2 separate regions of the Choristoneura fumiferana genome follow, and region 2 is linked to region 1. The links are chromatin contacts, called in public Hi-C maps. All regions are on one chromosome and are shown on one strand. Each heading gives the region's core, a stretch centred on a gene start, on an enhancer-like site or on the middle of the called end of the contact. The rest is flanking DNA. Distances are from core to core; before and after follow the strand shown. Region 1 holds the start of pros (homeobox protein prospero). Region 2 holds the start of LOC141432924 (dihydrolipoyllysine-residue succinyltransferase component of 2-oxoglutarate dehydrogenase complex, mitochondrial-like).

What was found. Hi-C and Micro-C count contacts between places; a contact is called where the count stands out from the background.
Region 2: a Hi-C map of whole pupa shows a contact between it and region 1, with 8 times the contacts expected there. The contact joins the promoter of LOC141432924 here to the promoter of pros in region 1. A contact is called at or near these places in 2 of 2 Hi-C or Micro-C datasets (both in whole pupa).

The regions. Positions count from the first base shown.
Region 1 is chr11:12,313,497-12,318,583 of NRCan_CFum_1, forward strand. pros (homeobox protein prospero) reads right to left here and starts at 2,414. Exons shown (of 7, transcript XM_074094583.1): 1 at 1,978-2,414.
Region 2 is chr11:12,633,007-12,638,093 of NRCan_CFum_1, forward strand. LOC141432924 (dihydrolipoyllysine-residue succinyltransferase component of 2-oxoglutarate dehydrogenase complex, mitochondrial-like) reads left to right here and starts at 2,762. Exons shown (of 10, transcript XM_074094758.1): 1 at 2,762-2,840. The coding sequence starts at 2,802.

The sequences.
Region 1 (5,087 bases), core at 1,164-3,663:
TTAAATTCTATTTGGGACCATTTCGCGACCGTGATTCTTTTTTTTTGTAGTGTCACGAATTTAATATTGATTAATTAAGTTTAAAAAATTGTTTGAATTTTGTATGATACATTCTATAACCTTACTAATAGTTATTATAAACGCAAAAGTTTCTATGGATGGATGTTTGGATGTTTGTTAGGTACTCTTTAACGCAAAAACTACCTATTGAATGGATTTGCATGAAATTTGGCATATATCTAATAGATATATACCCTGGATTAACATATAGGCTGCTTTTTATCCCGAAATAATCTATGGTTCCTGTAGGATGAAAAAAGGTTTAAGCTGCATACCAATTGCGAGCGGAGCCGCGGGCAAAAGCTAGTTTACCATAAACCTATATATTATGCGCCGTCAGATTGATACACAGTGAGGAAATATCTCACAGCATCTATTGTAACATTTTAAGTTAAAAAAAAACGTTTCGTTTATTACCTAGAAAATAAAGTGTTTTTGGGGTCGTGTTAGGGAACGAGACCGAACCCTATGGAACTTTTTAAATTTAAGTAATTCTACTCCTATGCTGTCAACATAGGCGTTTGGCACTTAGTATTTCTTTAAAGGAGCTGTGGCAACCGGTTTCGTATTACAGTACTGGAATCCAGCGTGAATTAATTACGGGAGATGCTCTAACATACAAATTTTTAATTTATCGATTGCTGGACGATGGATACTGATAAATGATGGTAACGAAATACAACAAATAATAGAATAATGATGATGAGGTTTCGTAAGGAGTAAATCGCGGACAATAAAGATAATGAATAGGTACTTAAGTAGCTTAGGTATTAACTCTTAAGCACCACTAAATTAAATCAAATGCACAAAATGATTTTTTTCTTGTTTTGTAAAGTTTTCGTAATTTTCAAAGGCATTTTGAAAAACTTTCATTTTTGTCGCTTAGGTATTTTTGCTTTCCTCTATCATCAAGAAATCCGACAACAGTCCAACAATACCTATCTCACTAGAGAAGATCATTAGGATATGGGAAATATCTGTTTATTGCTACAAAACTTACGCTTAGGTAAAATTTCCGTACTAGTTAACTAGATAATTAAATTAGAGTTGTTATTTTTTCTGCTTTATCCACAGCACAGTACCTATTTTCCACCACTTGCGCATGATATTTTAAGGTAATATTAAAAAAAAAAAATCGTCCCCAGGTCTACGATGTGATGCCATCGGAATCCATCTCGATCGTGAAATTTTCACTAATGTTAGCAATTTGGCAATTTTTTCACTGTATTTTTTTACTAAGAATGAATTAAGCATAGGTAACGTTTAAAAAGATAAACAATTTATCTTAGAAAAAGATGAAGGGCTACACAGATCACCCGTCGGATTGTAAAACTGGTTTCTTTTACTGTTTAATACATTTAGGGTGAATACAGGTTTCATGCTCCCTTCACTATGGCACAACAGTATAGTAATTAGCGATCTACTTTAGCAAAAAAGTATAAAAATGAAAAGAAAAAAGAATTAAATTTCTACGTAGAACATGGACCAAATATTATTTTGTAACTCAATGGGAACATTAGGGTGACCAAAACAAAGCAAAGTCCTGAAAAAATAATATTAAAAGGTAAAAAATGAAACAAAAGAAACAAAAAAAAAAAACATTTTTTTATTCAATAAAAACAAAAATGGCAAAATAAAACTTAATAGTAAATATTGGAAGCCTACGAATAAATCAATCATTTAACTAAACTACAAAACGACTACATCACATGAACAACTTATTGGAAATAAAATAACCAACCCGACGGATTCTGCAAGACGCGACCTTTTATTTAGCTGCATGATTTTTTTAAAAGGTTTGCAAAATCTGTCAGTTTAGTTTGAATATAATATAAATTAGTAAAAAAAGCACTTGATTAAAAAAAATAAACCTAATTGATAAAGCTCTACTTTTAAAATGATTTCAAATATGAAAACCTTGGTCCACAGATGTTGTAGATTATCACTTAAATGTCCGTACTAATGTTTATCACATGAGTCCCAATATTAATCTTAGCCTAGCAACTTAGTATATTTGTGGCAGTCAATACTTAATTATAATCTAGATCTTAGCACTAATTTAACGCTTAAGTTACGCTATAGTCTATTGTTCACTCGAGATCGCGACCGTTAGGAAAATAAAATATCAAATAAAAAATATTTTCAATAACTGCCAAACGTTAATTCTCTTCACAAATATAACCGACGTAAATATTAAAAATTTTGCAAAAAACTTTTTTTTACCACCAAAAATGTTAGGGGGATTAGCCTAAAAATATTTTCGATACGCGGTTAGAATTTTTATTTGTTTAATTTTTAGATCACAAAAGCACGAGGAACGTATATTGCGTCGCGCGGGCCGAGCGGCCGCCGCGACTGTAGACGGACGACTGAGACGGGGCCGTGTCCGCCGCGGCCGCCCGCGCGTCCCCCCGCGCCCCCTCCCCCGAGCCGACTTCGTTACGAGCCACTTGTAATCGCCGAGCGATTTTTCCGCCTAAGACAAATTAGGCCCGAGCCGCCCCGTCTCGAACGAGCTTGGGCGGTTTCTTACAGCTAAGACGTTCACGCCTCATGCACGCTCTTACACCATTGGTTTAGCTTTTTTTTTTACTTACGACAGTGGTCTGTTGCCAGTTTTATTCTGAAAATTAAAATGCGGAGCGGCGAAGTTAAATCATTGACATTCCGATGTCATACGGGATGTTTTATTTTTAAATGGCATTTAATCGTCACTCTCGCTTTCGGCGCCGAGGTCGGGTTAATTGTAAATAAAATTCAATCATTCGCAAAAAAACTCGTAATCACCGGCAGTGTCAATGAGTACGCACACGGACTCGTATTGTGACGTCACGCGTTTTTTCATTCGTAAATTAGTTGGAATGTGTTATTGCATATTTACTTACGTGATTACGTATTTTATGACGGAAAATAGTTAATTCAACGATCGACTAAACTGAGGTATTTAATATAGTATTTTACAATACGTGGATCGGAAAAAAAAATGAGATTTGCGTTTTTCCTTGGTTAGGGTTACCATGTTGTTATAAAATATTTATCATTAAATTAAGAATTACTTAATGTAATAATTAAAATGAATATTAAAAATAATTCAGTTTTTTTTTAATTTATATAGAAGGGTTTACCAGATAACTAATAGGTACTAATAGAAGACTAATAGATAAAACGGCCATTTGGTATTGAAAACGCACACAATCAAGATTACAAAATACAAAACACTTTCAAAGAACAAAAATAATTTCAGTATTTCATGTGGAATAAAAATTAGAGACTACTTGTATATACAGTCAGTTTACGATCGTTTCAACCGTTATCAATTCCCTGTCGCATTTATTGAAGAAATGGATTAACATGAAAATAAATTAAATTAGTACCGCAAACACACTGTATCGTTTTATAAAAACCTATTTTAATTTATTAAAAAATAACCCAAAAATATGCAACAGGATACTGATAGCGGTAGATTTTAAAAAACTGCTCAAAAATGCATGCATAATCATATTTTTTAAGTCAACTGATTAATTAATTATAAATCTATGCAATTACTTTTTGTTATGTACAATGTGAAATTACCTACTAGAGTAACATTTAAACCTTTTTAATACTAAAAAAGTCTTATTATTCTACCGTGCTTATGTGTGCCGGTACTTACTGCTTGTGTTATTAAAAATGAGCCTCACGATTTAAAAATAAAGCAAATTCACTAATTGAAAGAAAAACATTCAATGCGGCTTGGAAAAAAAACATAAAATTCTAACAACACTAGGCATACAGCAATAAATTAGTTATACCTACTTAGATCAACGTCAAGCTTAAAATTCCATTATTATTTCAAGTACGATTCCAAAAACAGTTTCTACAATAATCATATTTCAGTAAAGACTAAAAAAAGCGATTAAAATGAAATTGAATTAAAAATTTCGAATTTTAAATCTTGCTTAACGGACCGCATCGGTGCCTAGTATAATAATTTTTTTTTGCTCCGCGACTGGGGTCGTCGCTCCCGCACCGATTTTAACGAGGCTTCGATTTTTAAAAGCGGACACGACGCGGCAATTCATTGTCACTCTACATTTTCAAATATTTTTTCGTCTAAATTTAAGGCGGTTTGCATTTTATTGTGGCCATTATTATAGAGTAGTACAATGACAAGACACATTTTACTTAATACCATAATGCACGAACCATTAGAAAATATTCTAAGAAATAATTTAGGCAGAGTACGAATAAAAATTATTTTCAAATTTATGACAAAAATATATTTTTGTTATTACATATTACTAAGTATTTTTTACAAAAACTACATGAGTGGCAGATTAAACATTTCTGGTGCCAAATACCATGTATATGTATCAATGTAATATGTGATTTGTTTAAGGAAAGTTTTATTTTTTTACTTTTACAATTAGGCACAGATCATGTGGAAGATAACCGTACGTTAGACTAAGTAAAGCAATTAAAGGTTTTTTCTTTATATGTACTAAGAAAGCAAATTCTAGAGATTTGACGACGGATGGTAAACCGTGCTACACTTTCAGCAATCACGACTCTGTCAAGAGTGTAATAAGTAAGAGACTGTTTTTGACAAATCGATGACTTATTGAGCCCTTTTTGCGTGACTATCAAGAGCGTTGCGATTTAGAACATGAGAAATTTGGTAATATTTCAGAAAATGCAAATTTTTTTTTATACAAAAATAACTACAATAACACGAAAAATAACTAAAGTTCGTTGTACACGAATTGCTACAATTACCTGTTGTCACTTAATCCAAAACTTCATCATTTCCGTTTGGCGAAAGTTTGGTTAATTCGTAACTACAGCACCAAAGTCAGTTCCAATGTAAACCAACTTAAACTGCCCGCTTTAAACCACTTAGAGTCACTTAAACGCACTAATTAAAAAACTTTAATAAAATGAGAAGAGGAACTTAGTACCACTTATGGACTATGCGGCAGAGCCGAATATTTACATTGGAGGAAAAAAAATGAGGTCATTCGGAGGTTACGGGCAACGCAGCCGGTCGG
Region 2 (5,087 bases), core at 1,512-4,011, 320 kb after region 1:
CTCAAGCAGAGGATCGTGGGTGCAAATCCCGGCTCGCACCTCTGAGCTTATCGAATTTCATGTGCGAAATTACATTTGAAATTTACCACGAGCTTTACGGTCAAGGAAAACATCGTGAAGAAACCTGTATTAGCTAAGAAGCGACTCAGTGGTTGTGAAGTTCCCGATCCGAATTAGACCCGCGTGGGTACTACGGCCCAAGCCCGCTCATTCTGAAAGGGCTGGGCCAACAGTGAGACCAATATGACGATGATGGTGTTTGGTTTTGTAACCAAGGGACTCCATACATCCCTGTATTATTATTGTTCTTTTTATGTATTTTTTCTTTAATTTTATGCTATAGTTTTTAATTATTTTATTTTGAAATAAGTTTTTGGAAAAAAAAACATTTTTAATACAAGCTTTTTTTGGTGACTGTACTTTTTGTTGACTGTACTTGTATTGTCACCCAAACTACATTTGAATAACAAATTCCAAGTCGATGCCATTAACCGTTGAAGAGTTCCGTCCTGTGGAGACGACCCTGGCTGGACTACCAGGATGTCACTATCAGATTATTGTACCTATTGTTACCAGATTTACGTAAGTTTACCAAATTTCAAGTCGATCGGACTACTGGAAGTGGGTCAAATTTAACTTGCAAGATTTGACCCAAATAAACAAATGAACAGGGCAAGTTAAATAAAAGCTTGTAAAAATGACTTTCTGCCAAGTTTCTTGTGGTGCATTCTTCTTGGCAATTTATGGCATATTCTTGGCAGTCTTTCCGAAAGCGCTAGTAGTTTCAAAAAATGAAGTGTAAAAGTGCCCATTGCGGCCTATGTGAACTGAACATATGTGATTTTCCCACTAACGTCGATAAGCCAAAGGCTACTAAAAACACAGGGAAGCTTAAAGTCCCATCTTACAGACTGGCTAAAACCAGAAAGTCGTTTCTGGGAAGTTGCATAGGTACGTTTTTATAATAAAATTCCAAAAAATATTACAAATGAACTGATACAAAATTCAGATTTATTGTCAAGAAGACTGACTGAAGACTAAGGCGTACTTATTATAAAATTAATGATTATATCATGGACAGGGATATTTGGAAATAATTCCGATAAGTACGCATTGGCGATCCCTTACTTCAAATAGCGAACCTACTGTGTTAAAGATAAAGTTGTGTTAATAGTTGTGATGTATAGTATAGATATCATTTAATAATATTGTAAATCTGTTTAAAAAAATATATACCTCGTTGAGTTTCTTGCCGGATTCTTCTCAACAGAGGCTTTTCCGAACCGGTGGTAGATTTTTTTTGACATTCATAAGTGCTTGCTATAGCCTAAATTGAATAAAGATATTTTGACTTTGACTTTGATTTTAATAAATGATTTGAATTTTAATTTGATGATGATGATGATAATGCCTGCACATCTTCCCTCTATTCGGATACGCAAACACAGTGTATGGTATAGTGCTACCATTAAACAAACAAACCGTCGAAACTAATTCGTGAACTTGAACCGATCTGGCCGCGTTCGGCTCGGCTCGTGTAAAAGGACAGCAAACGTACGAGTAAAAAGAAACCTGGTACTGGTGTGCAGACAAATTCTATGTGAAAGGGTATTTTTGATTTAAAAAAATGTAATCGATGTTTCAATAATTTTTCTTTGCTCTCGTTAATTAAAGTATTAATTTATGACAGTTAAACAGTTAAAGTTTAAAAAAATCAAAATTAGTGATGATTTGGTAGTACCTAATGAAAGATAAAGAGGAGGAGATAAATCAGAAATTAACTGTTAGATACTTATAAAACAGGAATATCATAAATTACTAACTACCTCCTCTTATAAGGATTTTTCAGTAAAGAGAGACGGAGAATGGAAGAGAGAGGCTGGTCAAGACTCCACCACACTTTACACCTTCTTTCTAATACTGAAAATGAGAACAAAGTATAATTTTACTTCTTGAGCTTAGTACGTATCTGATAAAATAAATGTCTGTATTTGAATTAAATTCTCGTTTTTTGCTCTTACGAAATTAAGTTAAATTAAAATAAATAAATAAATATCATGGGACACTTCACACCAATTGACCTAGTTCCAAACTAAGCAAAGCTTGTACTATGGATACTAGGCAACGGATAAACATACTTATATAGATAAATACATACTTAAATACATCCAAGACCCGAGACCAAACATTTGTATTATTCATACAAATATCTGCCTCGGGCGGGAATCGAACCCGGAACCTCAAGCTTCGTAGTCAGGTTCTCTAACCACTTGGCCATCCGGTCGTCAAGTTAAATTCTCTTTCTGTCCTGCTATAAGACTACAAACCTAAGGTAAAATCAATCAGATTCAAAATCCCTAAAACTTGTAAGTCTACATTTAAATGCCCATAATCATCCATCCAACCCAAAAATCTTTTCACTTAACCAAAATACGGAAACAATTTTCGTCTTGCCGGTACCTGTTGAGTCTGCGTCTTTTTATTCCCATACACGCGGTACTAAAAATCGAATAAATCAAAATATAACCGATCACCGCACAAAAGCTCATTCACAATTTTAAACCAGTTTTTATTCTTTTCCGAACTGAAACGCAGCATCCGCGAGCATCTGGCCAGCTATTGTGCGTTTTCAAAGACAAAGTCTTCTGATAACCGGTTTTTCTTTTCACTATTATCTGTTTTATTTTTATTTTTGGAGCTATTTAGGGCAACGGCCAGTTTACGCGGGTCGAGTCAGTGTGCCGCGGATTTTGAACGTGTGATGTTTGTTTTTTTTATTATTGAAATAGTTATTTTGTTGTATGCCAGTTTGTTACGCTTGTGTTTTAGTGCAGTTTTTGGTAAGGTTTTGAAAGTCCTGTGTATTAGTTTTTTAACAAAATTAAAAAATGTAGTAATGTAATTTATGCATGCTTAGTCCCACCCAACTTACATAGCGTGTATAGAGGTATCCATAAAGTCATCTTATTGAGATCTTAATTAAATCGACCCTCGTACGTTTATCAACTATTAAGGTCTGGCGGCCATCAACTGGCTGTAACATCAATTAGGAATACACCCAACCTGACTTTTGAATAAATACTATGTATAATAAGTACAGTAATATTACATTTGAATTTTTAAGATTTTCTGCTCCTGTGGTAGGCTGAATGAAATTCTGTCAAAGTTTAAATTACGAGTATTTCGGGAGTAAAATAATCGTTGATACAATAAAAACTGTAATACCGGCACTTAAAAATTTCGTTATTTGCAGTAGGCTAAATGTAAACAATTAAGCTACTACAAGCTGAATTAAAATTACTTTAATATTTAGAACACACAATTTAAGTTTTTTAATTTTAATGCTTTTCACTTAATTTATTTTACCTACCACGCATTTAAAATAGGTACTGATTAACTTTTGTAATAAGTACTTATTTTGATTCTTAATTTTAATCTTGATTCGTATGCATTGCATACGTTTACAAGTTATGAAAATTAATATAAATAGGTACGTAAATATACCGTGATTTATTAAACATGTTTTCGAATCAGTTCCAAATTCAAACCGTACCAATACCAAACAAACACTGGCAGGCAATAAACATCGTCGAAACGCCAAAAAAGTAAATCGGCACCGATAATAGCACCGCCATTAGAGTATCGATTTTGACTCCCCTTTCTCTTATTATTATTTTTTTACATAACAAAGAAAACATAAAGGAGGAGTCTATGGTCTGGGGCACGCGCCCCCGGCGCGCCTGTGTGGGTGCGTAGTGCGAATAGTGTGTGTATGTGTGCTGTGCAAGTTGGAGACGATCGGCCGCGAAGCGAAATTGGGGGAGTGATTTGTGGGGCGCACGAGAGGTTTTGGTGCTTGAAAATAATAATAATTTGTTAAAAAAAGTGAAGATTATTGGGATGTATAAGTGGACAACTCATTCGTCACTAATCTTGTAGTTTAGATCGTATGATACTATCGTTGTAACGGGTGGTTTATACCGAACGTGTTATCTGCTATTCTCTGTTAATTAAATATGTCGCACAAATATGTTTCCAGTATTCAGATTCCAGATTCCAGTAATGTTAATGTATTGTGTCCACCAGCTGCTTTTTGGTTATGACACATACTCTGAAAACATTTTCACAGTAAGAGTAGCTGGACATTTGCTTTGAGTGTAACATCACAACCAAGCTATTGATTGCCTAGGTACTTATCTCCGCAGCAATCTCTTAGTGTACGAAATAGGGGTTTAAAGTAAGTAAAGGTTGAGAAAGGGAATGATCCGGCTAACCGACAGTCTGACTCAACGTCCAACCCAAAAACCTTTTAGATTCTAGATCTATTTAAAACTGTCATTTTTACATACACGCTCCCTCTATGATTTAATACGAGAAACAGGTGCAGGGGCAAACCAATCTAATAATTAGTGAACTTTTAAATTCAATAAACAAGATCTGTTCAATTTTGTCAGCCAACATCCATGGACCAAACAGTCATGGCAACGCTATAAGAAGCAAAGAGTCGAAGAAAGCATCTCTTGGCTCTCCCCTCCTTACACAAGCGCACGCACACAGCCACACTACTGCGCCTGTTGTGTATTAAAAAAATACTTGACACGTATACATAAGCATAGCTATCAATAGATTCATTAGACACATTTCTTTGATACAACCCTGCTTTTAGCGATCTGTAAAACATGCTTTAATTTGCAGCCAGGAAATTAATTTCTACGCGTTTTGGACTTTAGTGTTCTAGCGATTGAGGTTGTGTTTGATTTTGTTGAATGTTGTAATTAAGTTTGTCTAGAAGTAATTGCGTCTTTGGCTGTTTTTTTTTTCTTTTCCCTTTTTGCTAGGGTTGGCAGCCCCTCAGATGTCGTTTGATGTGAGCGCGTCTTAAGATGAATGAGGTAGGGTTATGAAATTTTGATTGTTAGACGTATTTTTTGGTATGTAGCTCGGTGATTATGAGCGGGAAATCAACAAAAAGGAAGCAGTTTGAGAATTTTAAGGTAACTTTAAAATAAAGGTACTTAAAGGTTTAATAATATGCACTTAAAAGCGCGTTTTTTTCCGTAATATGATTATGCTAGATTCATTCGTCT